3 separate regions of the Mus musculus genome follow, and all the other regions are linked to region 1. Evidence: chromatin contacts called from public promoter capture Hi-C data. All regions are on one chromosome and are shown on one strand. The core of a region is the stretch at or near the end of the contact, and the rest is flanking DNA. Distances in the headings are between cores, read along the strand shown. Region 1 holds the start of Rac2 (Rac family small GTPase 2). Region 2 holds the start of D730005E14Rik (RIKEN cDNA D730005E14 gene). Region 3 holds the start of Fam227a (family with sequence similarity 227, member A).

The links. Promoter capture Hi-C pulls out the DNA fragments that hold promoters and counts their contacts.
Region 2: a promoter capture Hi-C map of pre-B cells shows a contact between it and region 1, with 2.5 times the contacts expected there. The contact joins the promoter of D730005E14Rik here to the promoter of Rac2 in region 1. A contact is called at or near these places in 2 of 39 promoter capture datasets (liver and pre-B cells).
Region 3: a contact with region 1 is called in a promoter capture Hi-C map of liver, with 2.3 times the contacts expected there. The contact joins the promoter of Fam227a here to the promoter of Rac2 in region 1. A contact is called at or near these places in 3 of 39 promoter capture datasets (liver and pre-B cells).

The regions. Positions count from the first base shown.
Region 1 is chr15:78,571,126-78,574,962 of GRCm38.p6, forward strand. It overlaps Rac2 (Rac family small GTPase 2), which reads right to left and starts at 1,658. Exons shown (of 7, transcript NM_009008.3): 1 at 1,486-1,658. The coding sequence starts at 1,520. It overlaps Gm36738 (predicted gene, 36738), which reads right to left. Exons shown (of 2, transcript NR_155437.1): 2 at 3,286-3,547.
Region 2 is chr15:79,891,064-79,894,900 of GRCm38.p6, forward strand. It overlaps D730005E14Rik (RIKEN cDNA D730005E14 gene), which reads right to left and starts at 2,075. Exons shown (of 1, transcript NR_030675.1): 1 at 1-2,075. It overlaps Apobec3 (apolipoprotein B mRNA editing enzyme, catalytic polypeptide 3), which reads left to right and starts at 1,345. Exons shown (of 8, transcript NM_030255.3): 1 at 1,345-1,506. The coding sequence starts at 1,454.
Region 3 is chr15:79,657,087-79,660,923 of GRCm38.p6, forward strand. It overlaps Fam227a (family with sequence similarity 227, member A), which reads right to left and starts at 1,870. Exons shown (of 18, transcript NM_029407.1): 1 at 1,595-1,870. Cby1 (chibby family member 1, beta catenin antagonist) reads left to right here and starts at 2,141. Exons shown (of 5, transcript NM_028634.3): 1 at 2,141-2,207.

The sequences.
Region 1 (3,837 bases), core at 408-2,907:
CTTCAGATCCTGCCTCCATCATTTGCCATCTACACAACTTTGCAAGTCACCTAAGCACCTTGTACCTCAGTTTCCCCATGTAGACAACAAGGACAAGCCCATCTTCCCAGTAAAATAACTGATACTTCTAAGACACTGAACCCGGTGCCATAGAAGTGGCACCAACTAATGACTGTTAGGGACTGCCCATCGCCCCTCTTTGAAGTCAGAGGGGCCTGGGTTCAAATCCTCTGCCTCCAAGGCAGGTTATGTAACTTTTCGGAGTTTTGGTCTTTCCCACCTGTAAAACGAACTCTGTGATGGTAAGTAGGGTTGGTGGAAGACAGATCATACAGAGAGCCACAGCCCGGTGACCACATACAAAAGAGAAATGGGATAAATGGAGATGACCACCATTTAAGCTATCTCCCTGCCAAGCTGGGAGGTCACCCAGGTCATTCAGCAGGAAGCTGAGAGGCCAGAGGGACAGCTCCGGGCCTTCCCCAGTACAATTCCGTTAAGTCACTTCCCACTCGAGGAGGTTGCTCTGCTGTCCCTGCCCCCTAAACCTCTGCCCTCAAGCCCCAGCCTGCCACCCAGGTAACTTTGAATGCATAGAATCATTGACTTCCGGCCCTCCGTGTCCGCCCCCTCCTCCCCCAGATCAGACACAAAGCAGAAGTGAGCAGAGCAGCTGCCACAGATAACGGCTGACACCCTAGCGCGGTGGCGGCTGCAGCAGCGACCAAGTCGGACCTAGTCAGCTGAGGAGGTAGATAGCCTATGCCACCAGCAGAGCCAAAGTGTGTGTGACCTTGGGACCTAAGCCAGGAAAGGTCTCCAGGCCTCAGCCCCTCCCCGTTTCGAACTGAAGATGGCTGTCTAGTACATGTGAGGATGGATCTAGCGGGACCCAAGATAGACTTGAGGACTGCACCCTAATGTGTCGGAATATATGGGAGACACATGAAGAAACTCAGGCCTTGGGTTATGAGAGCCTGTGGTCCCAAGATCTGACAATGACTATCAGACTTTAGCAGGGCTGCAGCCAGCCTGCCCTCTGGAGTCCTTAAGAGCAGAGGCTGGACTGAGAGTCAGAAAGCTTGGAGATTGCCAGAAGTCCCCTAGGCCCAGCAAGACAGCAACTAGAGCCTGGGCCAGCCTGGGAAACAAAGGTCCGAAGGGCAAGCTGCTGATTTCCCTCCTCGTACCTGTACCCTGAACTGATGCTGGCCCGGTAGGAGCCCTGTCCCAGCTCTCAGGGTACAGGCAAATAGCAGCACCCCACCCACAGTCCAGGCCCTCCACCCAAGTAGCTTCCGGAGTGGGGTAGGCTGAAGGACAGGGAGCAGTCCAGACCCACCCCAAATGTTCCTTGTAAGCCCTTACAAGGAAAGGAAGCGACTTTCCCCAGAACCTCCTGGGAGCCCTGAATCTGTGGGTGTACCAGGGAGGATCTCAGAGGCATCCTGGTAGGGGTGGGAGACAACTCAGCCAGGTACTTACCCATCACCCACCACCACACACTTGATGGCCTGCATTGCATCTGAGGCCCAGCAGCCAGGGATGACAGTTGGGGGCCAGGAGCGTTGCTGTGGACACCAGTGGTATGGAGTGGCTAGGAGGTACCCGGCAGTGAGGAGCAGCACCCCAGCTCAAGAGGCGGGAGGAAACGGAAGAGGAACTTACCCAAGCTGCTGCCCCACAGCCTTGAGGGGGTGGAGCATGCGGTCTGGAAGAGGACCTGGGGCCCCACAGGTGCTAGGTTGGGCCCAGGCCACCAAGGGCACTTGACTTAGGCTCCAAAGGGAACCCAGGCACCCTAGAGAATTGAAGATTCACTTCCTAAGCCAGGGCAGGGACAAAGTTGCTCTCGAAGAATCTGCATCCTCCAAGAAGTCAGTTGGCCTGACTCCCATGGGCAAACACTTGAGTGCCTACTGTGTATCAGGCATTGTGTTGGGAGCTGGTGACTCTAAAATGCAGGAAGCCAGGTTGTCCTGGAGTTCCTGCTCTGTAGAGAAGGCAAACCACACCACAGGTGCTGTGAGCAAGGCAGGAGACATGGGCCAAGGGAGAGCTACAGAGTGACCTCAGAGTCACCAGCAGGGAAAACTGGTGGCTATGACGTGTGATGTCAAACAAAGTTGGCCCGGGGGGGGGGGGTGCTGCCTAAGCAAGGGCCAGTGTGTAGAGAGAAGGCAAAGGAGGGGGAGGGAAAGAGAGAAGGGAAGAGGTAGAGGAGAGGGGAGAAAAGGAGGAAGGGGAGGAAGGGGGGAAATTGGGAGGGGAGGAAGTGGAGGAAAAGGGGGAGGAGGAGGAAGGAGAGGAGGGAGGATAGGGAAAAGGGAAGGAGTTGGAAGAGAAGGAAGAAGAGGAGTAGTGAGAGGAGGAGGAGGAGGAGGAGGAGTGAGAGGAGGAGGAGGAGGAGGAGGAGGAGGAGGAGGAGGAGGAGGAGGAGGAGGAGGAGGAGGAGGAAGAGTCAGGGACAGATGCAGTAGAGCAAGCTGGTAGAAGTTTGGCAAGTCCAAACCTTCTCACAGCATGGTGCAATCTAAGCTTTCAGGAAGCTGAGACAAAGGGATTGCTGGGAGCTTGAGTCCAGGATTCAGAGTGAGAGTTCCAAGGCAGCCAGAGCCATCGAGCGATACAGCAAGATCCTAGCTGGGAAACCACTCCAAACCGAAAATCCTACCTACAAACTGTCGTAGGCTTCTTGCCGTTTTGATGATATCAACTACACTCGCCTTGTGTTGGGCATTTGTGTTTATAAGTGTTTGGTTGGGTGTTTGTGTTTGCAGGTGTTTTGTTGGGCATTTGTGTTTTTAGTTGTTTATTGGACTTTTGGGTTTCCTATTACACAAGTTACTATTTGTGTATTTGTCCATTTCTCTACTGGAGTATTTTTTCCCCTCATATTTATTTGGAGAAGTTCGGTGTTTGATTTTTCAAGTGTGAATTGCTATAACCGTTTCATAGTTCATTTCCAGTATGTGGAATTATTTTTTTTGAAGCTGTGATATTTATAAAGGTTTATTTGTATGTGGTCAACTTTAATTTTTCTTCCCTAATGATTGATACTCTTTGAGTGATTCTTTCTTAAGCATTCCTATGCAATTTCACAAAGATATTCTACAAAGTGTGTACAGTTTCTGTCTACAGACAGTGACCTTGATACACAGAGTGGATTTTAGATGACAAAGGGGCTGCTAGTAGGTTTTGTGAGATGTTGATTTGATTTCTCTAGGGCTTTCTTAGTTTCTATTCCTATCACTATGAAAAAAAAATACTCCGACCACAGCGACAGAAGGGAGAAAGGGTTTATTCTGGTTCATGGTTCAAGGTTAGAATCCATCACAGTGGGGAAGTCGTCAGAGTAGCAGGAGCTTGGAGCAGCTGGTTGCCCACAATCAGGAAACAACGATGAGCGCATTGCTGCTCAGATCCTTTCTTCATTTAACACAATGCAGTTTCCCAGCCTACAGGATGGTGCCACCCACAGTGGGCTGATCTTCCCACCTCAAATCGATGTGCTCCAGATGTCTTTCTCCCAGGTGACTCTGTCGTGCTGACAATGGACACAGACCATCATCCCAGAGTGCCATCTATTAAACAAAGTTCTACCTATCTTTTCCCAGTGAATGGGCAGTCAAGAAGCCTCGTGGACCAAGACTGTCACCTGCAAACCAAACCTTGGCCCCTTTCTCTGCTAGTCCTCCCATCCACCCAGGGGCTGACACAAGCCTGCTTCAGTTACCCCAGCTCCAAGCCTAGGAGAAACGTGCCTCTCTTACATTCCTTCAGGATTGTTCTAGTGTTTGATGAATCTCTGCTCTTCCATCTACACTGTGGAATAAG
Region 2 (3,837 bases), core at 825-3,324, 1.3 Mb after region 1:
CAGGGACCTGGTGCCCTCTTTTGAATGGTATATACACATAGGTGCAAACAAACACTCATACAAATACATGTAATAAAGAAATAAATACAGTGACTGGCGCTATTTCTTTCATTCATTTCTTATAACAGTTTGGGCACTTGCTAAGTTTCTTACATAAACCACATTTTATCTTGCCAGCATCCCAATAAGGTAGCTTTTTTAAAATGCCCATTTATAGATGAAGAATATTAGACTCAGGATGTTAAATAAATCATCAAAGGCCACATTAAGAAAGAGACAGAATATCTTGGCTGCAGGGCTGGTATTATTAGCACTATGTCCTCCTTTGGATCTGAGTTTGGTGCATTTTCTGGATCTACTTTTGTTATATTTTCTTTTTATATGTGTCTACTTCCGACTGAAGTATTATTTCCCATTAGTGCTGTTATATTGTGTCCATTTGTTTTCCAAGACAGTAGAAAACTACACACACTCCCTCCCCCACCAAGTTCAACAAGTTTGGCTTTGTAAAGAAATAAGGATAGCCTTCCACCAGATGGGGGCGCTGTGACACGCTCGCCCTACAGGAACTGGCTACTGTGCCCAGAGCCTCTGTGGAGAGCACCGTGTATACCTGCACACGTGTATCCCAAACCACTGGAAGATTACTTGACTCCGTGTGCATTCACTCCTCCAAAGAACGCTAGCTGAACCTCAATAACCAGAAGCGTGCACTTGCTACATTTGACTGGTCCACGCTACTGCCCTCGAGAGACACAGGTCTGTGAGAACAGTAAACTCATTTCGGTCTCCCTCATCTGCAGGGAAACAAGCTTGGATGACGGGCTCTGATACCAGCTCGGCCACCTGCTGCTGGCTGATTCGGAGCCATCAATGATCCATTTTTGTGCTCCCCGTTGATCTCAGTCTAGCTCCACACCTGGGGCAGTTGGGAAATTAGAGGTGAAGGGTGCCAAAATCCAAGCCACAATTAGAAATGCGAAGCCAGGCTGTCCCCTCCCCTCCTAAGCCGAAGGGAGAAAATGTAAGGGTCCCCACTCCTTAACACCTACAGAGTCAAACCCTTGGTTCAACTGGCAGCTTTGGCTGCAAGCTCGGCACAGGATGGTCTAGGCAGGTTGGATGGAGACGCCTGGGGCCACCCTTGGGGCGTCTGTCCTACCCTCACCGCGGTCGGCATCAGCTTCTCTCTACCATCAGTTAGTTTCCCTTTCTCTTTGCGATCCCCGCGGGCCGCTGTACAGAGGAGCAGGTCTCTGCCAAGCCAAGGGACAAAGAGGTGGGCAGGAGCCTTCTGGGCTTGATCGCCTAGAGCCCTCCCATTCCGGGAGCTGATGCAGGAAGAAGGTGGGGCCTGCATTCACTTGGCCCGGGAGGTCAGTTTCACTTCTGGGGGTCTTCCATAGCCTGCTCACAGAAAATGCAACCCCAGCGCCTGGGGCCCAGAGCTGGGATGGGACCATTCTGTCTGGGATGCAGCCATCGCAAATGCTATTCACCGATCAGGTACCGCTGGCCCCGCTCCTCCAAAATTTTCACTGCAGTCTCTTCCTGGTGGCCCCCATTTTGCTGTATACCGAGCCTCTCCTCTAGGTCCCCAGCTCCCGATTCCTCTCTCACATTCTCCAGGATACTCCGTAGCTCCCACTCCCCTCGAGGGTCCTTGTTCTGAGCCGCTTCGGTTACCTTATAGCTGCTTCTAAACTGGCCACCCTGTACCCCTCTCCACGTCACCCATATTTCTTCCTGTTGAGACTTCTCAGTCTGGGGTTACTCGCCTTTGGGTCTTCATGCTGATCCAGGGCTAGGCTGGTCTGGGCTTCAAATTTTAAAGAGAAATCCATGGAAGCAGACTTTGGACGACCATGTATGGAGAACTTTCGATAGATGTCCTAGAATATCCGTGCTGTTTTAACCCAACCTCAGGGGATACTGGGAGAAGAGGGGACCACTCTCTAAGGCAATGTGAACCACCTTTCCAGAAGTAGCCACTCTGAGCTGGGAAAGGGAAAGGGTAAAGAGAAATTCCCCTAACACACCCATTGCCTGGATGCTTGTGGAGACTTCTCGGAACCACACCAGTCAGCTAAGAGAAAAAGAGAAATAATAGGGGGCGGGGTTGGCACTGGAGAGAGATGGCTCAGCAGTTAAGAACCTTTGTCACCTTCCACAGAGGACCAACTGCTACCAGCAAACACATGGTATGGCTCACAACCACCTATAACTACAGCTTCTGGGAATCCAAGGCCTTCTCCTGACCCCCAGACATGCACATATTAATTCAGAACACATACACATATGTATACATGCCCAATGGCAAGAGATGTGAGTGGCCGGGTGTGGTGGCGCACGCCTTTAATCCCAGCACTCGGGAGGCAGAGGCAGTCGGATTTCTGAGTTCAAGGCCAGCCTACAAAGTGAGTTCCAGGACAGCCAGGACTACACAGAGAAACCCTGTCTCGAAAAAAACAAAAGAAAAAAAAAAAGAAAGAGAGAGATGTGAGTGTATTTTAAACCTACATATAAGAAGAAAGTTATACTGCCTACTCCCTTGGGTGACATTCTGATTTTTGTCCCTTCTCCTGGTGCCTGTGATGTCGGTGGAGGCCACTGTCCCGTGGGCAGCCCAGCTGCAAGTGGTGCGTGCATGCGTGGGTGTGGTGGAAATGCAGGCTTTAACTTCAAAGCTAATACTTTTACCCGCTGAACCATCTCCCTGGCCCGTCTTTCGAACCAATTCACCTCACCCTGAGCAACTTTGTCCTGTCCAGTGATGGATAGACCTGTATAGAGAGAGGCGACAGTCATATCACAGAATAGCATGTCTTCAGTCTTCAACAGAAAGCCCCTGGCCAGCTGTCTGTCTCCAGGATTAGGGCTCCTGAAGCCAGTTATCAGCAATTATCTGTTAATAGCCTTGTCCCCTGGGTGTGGCCTTGTAACCAGTCCCAGATGTCACCTCTCCTTCCAGAGTCAGAGATAAGCCTCCGATCCCATTCTTCTGACCAAGGCTTGATAGACGTCTGATTTTTCCAGCTCTTTTCTACAGGCTGCTGGCTATGAGGGAAAGGGTCCAGCCTGGGGTCCTCCCAGGCCACTAATACCTAGCCAGCTTTGAGGGAAGGGATCCAGACTCTGTCTCCTGATTTTTTTTTTTTTTTTTAAGATTTATTTATTGTAAGTACACTGTAGCTGTCCTCAGACACTCCAGAAGAGGGAGTCAGATCTCGTTACGGATGGTTATGAGCCACCATGTGGTTGCTGGGACTTGAACTCCTGACCTTCAGAAGAGCAGTCAGGTGCTCCTACCCACTGAGCCATCTCACCAGCCCCCTGTCTCCTGATTTTTGGTTGTTATTATATTGTGGAATTTTATTGTGATGGTGGTGGTAGTTTGGCTGTGTTGTTGTTGTTGCTGTTCTTTACATTCTTGTCTCCCTCTCCCACCCTCCCCCACCCCAGCCCCGACAGGATTTTACTATGAAGCCCTGGCTAGCCTGGCACTCACTATATAGTTCAAGTAGGACTCGACCTTGGCATAATCTTCTTGTTTCTGCTCCTTAAAGACTATAGTTACAGGCTTGGGCTTTCCCTGTCTATTTGGGGGGACCCTCGCCTGCAGGGTCAGGGAAGGACTTGATGAGTTCAGGTTCGAGAAATCCTGAGACATTAGATTGCCCATGTGACGTTAGGAATTTCTCTAACAGTATATAGTGTGGTGGGCCTGGGAGATGGGCACAGTATATAACTCGGGCGCCCATCTGGAAGCCAGGGGTTGATGTCAATTGTCTTCCTCAGTTGCTCTTCCCTTTATTTTTTTGAGTCTTTCACCAAAAT
Region 3 (3,837 bases), core at 620-3,119, 1.1 Mb after region 1:
GTGACAGTGTGGTTTTGGGTATTTGTTGTTGTTGTTTTTGTTTTTGAGACAGTGTCTCACCATGACGTAGCCCTGGCTGGCCTGGCACTTGCTATGTAGTCCGAGCTGGCCTCCAACTCACAGAGCTCCTCCTGCCTCTGCCTCTGAAGTGCTGCAACAGTTTGTTCTGACCTAGTTACGGAGGTCAAGGTGCTGAAGGAAGAGCAGGAGTTAACTGGCTGATGGGGAGAAGAAACAGCTCCCAGACAGAGGGCAACGAGGCTGGAAGGAAAACACTCCTGGATGCTGCCCAGCCCCACGGCCACTAGCCACACACCAAAACAAAAGTTCTGAAATTTGGTTAGCGTGACTAAAGAAATTAATAACCAATACATGGTAAAAATTTAAAATATTTGTTTATTCGTATTTTGGACAAACCGAGTTAAGTGCAACAATAGTCAAGTTAATTTAATCTGTTTTGAATTGACTTGTTAAAAAGCCTAGGGCCGGGTATGGAGCACTAGCCTTTAATCCCAGCGCTCTGGAGAAAGAGGCGGGAGGACTTTTGTAAGTTGGGAGAGCAGCCAGAACTACATATTGAGCCCCAGTCTCAAATATCAAACAAACAAAGCGGGGCTGGTGAGATGGCTCAGTGGGTAAGAGCACCCGACTGCTCTTCCGAAGGTCCGAAGTTCAAATCCCAGCAACCACATGGTGGCTCACAACCATCCGTAACGAGATCTGACTCCCTCTTCTGGAGTGTCTGAGGACAGCTACAGTGTACTTACATATAATAAATAAATAAATAAATCTTAAAAAAAAAAAAACAAACAAAGCAAAAGGGTAGGGGTTGAAGGCAGGCTGGGTGTGTGTCTGTAATTCCAGCACTGAGAGGCTGAGGCAGGAGGATGAGATAAGGAGTACCCAGGGAGACTTTATCTCAAAATACGAAAGGTGCTTCGGGGATAGCACCGGTAGAGGGCGCACAAGGTTTAATATCAAAAAGCTTCTAGAGCCTGGCGGTGGTGGCGGACGCCTTTAATCCCAGCACTTGGGAGGCAGGCGGATTTCTGAGTTTGAGGCCAGCCTGGTCAACAGACTGAGTTCCAGGACAGCCAGGGCTACACAGAGAAACCCTGTCTCGAAAAAAACAAACAAGCAAACAAACAAACATACAAACAAACAAACAAACAAAAAAACTTCTAGAATGATCGCAACTTTCAAATGTGTTCTGCTTTATGTTTCTGTAGCGGTTGCTACACTAGATATGGTTGATTTTGATGTGGAATTCTCTCTTCGAACGCTGTGTGGCAAAGGTGGAGGAAGACTGCTTGGAGCTGGGTCCTGTCCTTTATGGTGGGATGACCTCGTACACCCACTAGGCAGCCAAGAAACGCCTCCTGGATGGCCATTTCTTCATTTACCAAACCGAGCTACAATGTCCTTAGGACTTGAGGAATCCTGGAGCTGACTCTCCAGTTCTCTACCCCTTGTACACTGGGCAACCTTCCCTGGACCTCAGTTTCCCTTGCTTGTGGGAGTGTGGAGGAGGCAAGACTGGCAGGAGCCAGTTTGCTACTGGCAGGGAGTCGTCATATCTGTCCGTCTGTCTTACCTGAAAGCTTCGGCAGAAGCGTCAGGGCGGGTTCCGCCACCAGCCCCTCCAGTGACCGGACCAAGCTCCGGATGTCCGCCAGCATCCGCGGCCCAAGGGGCGCGGTTTGCTTTGTGGCCGGGGCGGGGGAGCTGCAGGTCGGTCCATTTTGCTACTGTGAGTCCAGCCTGGGTCACCACTTAACATTTTTAACACAACAAAGCAGCTTTCGGCCTGCTTTGTTGCCAAGGAAAACGATTACTATGACGACGGCGGCGCTGACCCGGGGACCAGACCAACGTATTTAGGGGGTCATGCCTCTCCCAGCCTATGCCACAAGGCATGTGTGTATCTCCAGAAGTCGTGCCCAAGGCATGTGTGTATCTCCAGAAGTCGTGCCCAAGGCTTTCTTCTATTCGTGAACCTTAGAGAGTCCGCAGGGGCTCCGCTGCTTCGCGGAGGCTCGTCTCGGAGCTGGCTCCCTCTGCATTCTCAGTGGTAGAAGCCAGAGAGGCTGCGCATGCGCACGATGGTTGCCCGGCGCCGGCCAATCGCGGTCGCGGCGGTTGACGCGGCCTGGGCAGATCCTTGCAGAAAGCTGCAGGCTAGCTCGGGATTCCGGCTTCGCAGACAGGTACCTCTGGGAGCGGCGGGCGGATATCCGTGCCAGTAGTGGTGGGTGGGATGCCCGGGTACCCCTGGAGAAGCGGGCAGGCTGGACCGTGGCATGCTCCGCGGGCACCTCTTGCGACGGAGACTCGGAGATGGTGTTTTGACCCCATCCTTTGAAGGTCTTCTCCTAACCCGTACAGAACTCTTTGGGTTTTGTGACCCGTGAGACTGGCTGGCTCTTAACTTTTTCGAGACACCTTTCCCTTTGAGAATCCAGTGAAAACCAAAGATGCTTCCTTCCTTTATTTTTTGTCAGAATGAAGAGAATGTATTTTATAGCCTGATGCAAACTAAAGCTTCGCACAGTAAGTGCATTTCCCTGTAAAGGGGGACAATTTGATCTACTTCTCAGGGTCATGGTGAGCATCAAATGTCCCAACAGTTTGTAAACATGAAAGCACTCTTAACCTACGAGCTGCAGGCTGTTATCATTCGTGATTATAAATAAGGGACGTCACTGGCCGGAGAAATGGATCAGAGTCTCAGAGAACTGGTTGCTGTTGCAGAGAACTGGGATTCGATTCCCAGCTCACAAACGCCAGTAACTCTAGTTGTAGAATCTGCAGACACAAGGCACGACCATGGTATCCCAGGCAAAACACTCAGACACATTAAAAACAACAGCAAACAAAGCCTTTGAGGCCCTTGGGGGATGATAAAACGTTGGACTCCCCAGAGGGTGAGCAACAGGGTTGGTTGGGAACCAAGTGCAAACCTTTAATTTTCTTGGCCCATAGTCTTCTATGAGAGAGCTTCCCTAAAGAACCCTAGGATACCTTGAACGGTGTGTGTATGTGTGTGTGTTTAAAAAAAAAAATCTGTGAAGGGGACTAGAGAAAAGGCTCAGTGAATGTGGGTACTTGCTGCTCAAGTGTGAGACCATGGATTCAAGTCCCCAACATCTCAGTTAAAAGCCTACCACAAGCCGGCGCGTGGTGGCACACGCCTTTAATCCCAGCACTCGGGAGGCAGAGGCAGGCGGATTTCTGAGTTCGAGGCCAGCCTGGTCTACAAAGTGAAGTTCCAGGACAGCCAGGGCTACACAGAGAAACCCTATCTCGAAAAACCAAAAAAAAAAAAAAAAAAAAAGCCTGCTACAAGCTCGGACCCCTGCAATGCTAACACTGTTGGTGGCGGAGACAGGATTGCTTGTGCTCGCTGGCCGCCAGTCTAGCTCCAGGTTCAGTGAGAGACCCCATCTAAAGGGAATGCAACAGGACACCTGACGTCCCCCCTCCAGACTCCGAATCTGCACACAAATATTAATAAAGTGGATACACACACACACACCTACCTGCACATATGCATGCATTCAGCACATAAACACATAATTGGAAAAAAAAATGTACCATGAAGCCTTGTGGTTTTATGACTTCTCTCTACTTGTTTTATTTAAAAAGCTGACCTCTTCCCCGAGCCTAAGTGATGTTACTGATTTTATGAGCATTGCAGGACGTTGTGCTGTGACTAAAGCTAGTGTGCCGGTGAGTGTCGTGATACTTATCGAGACTGTGATAAGTACCGCTCTGCATCCGGGAGTGAAATCCGGGTGTCGCTTCATGGCTTTAGGATGCCATCCAGGCTGAAGTTCC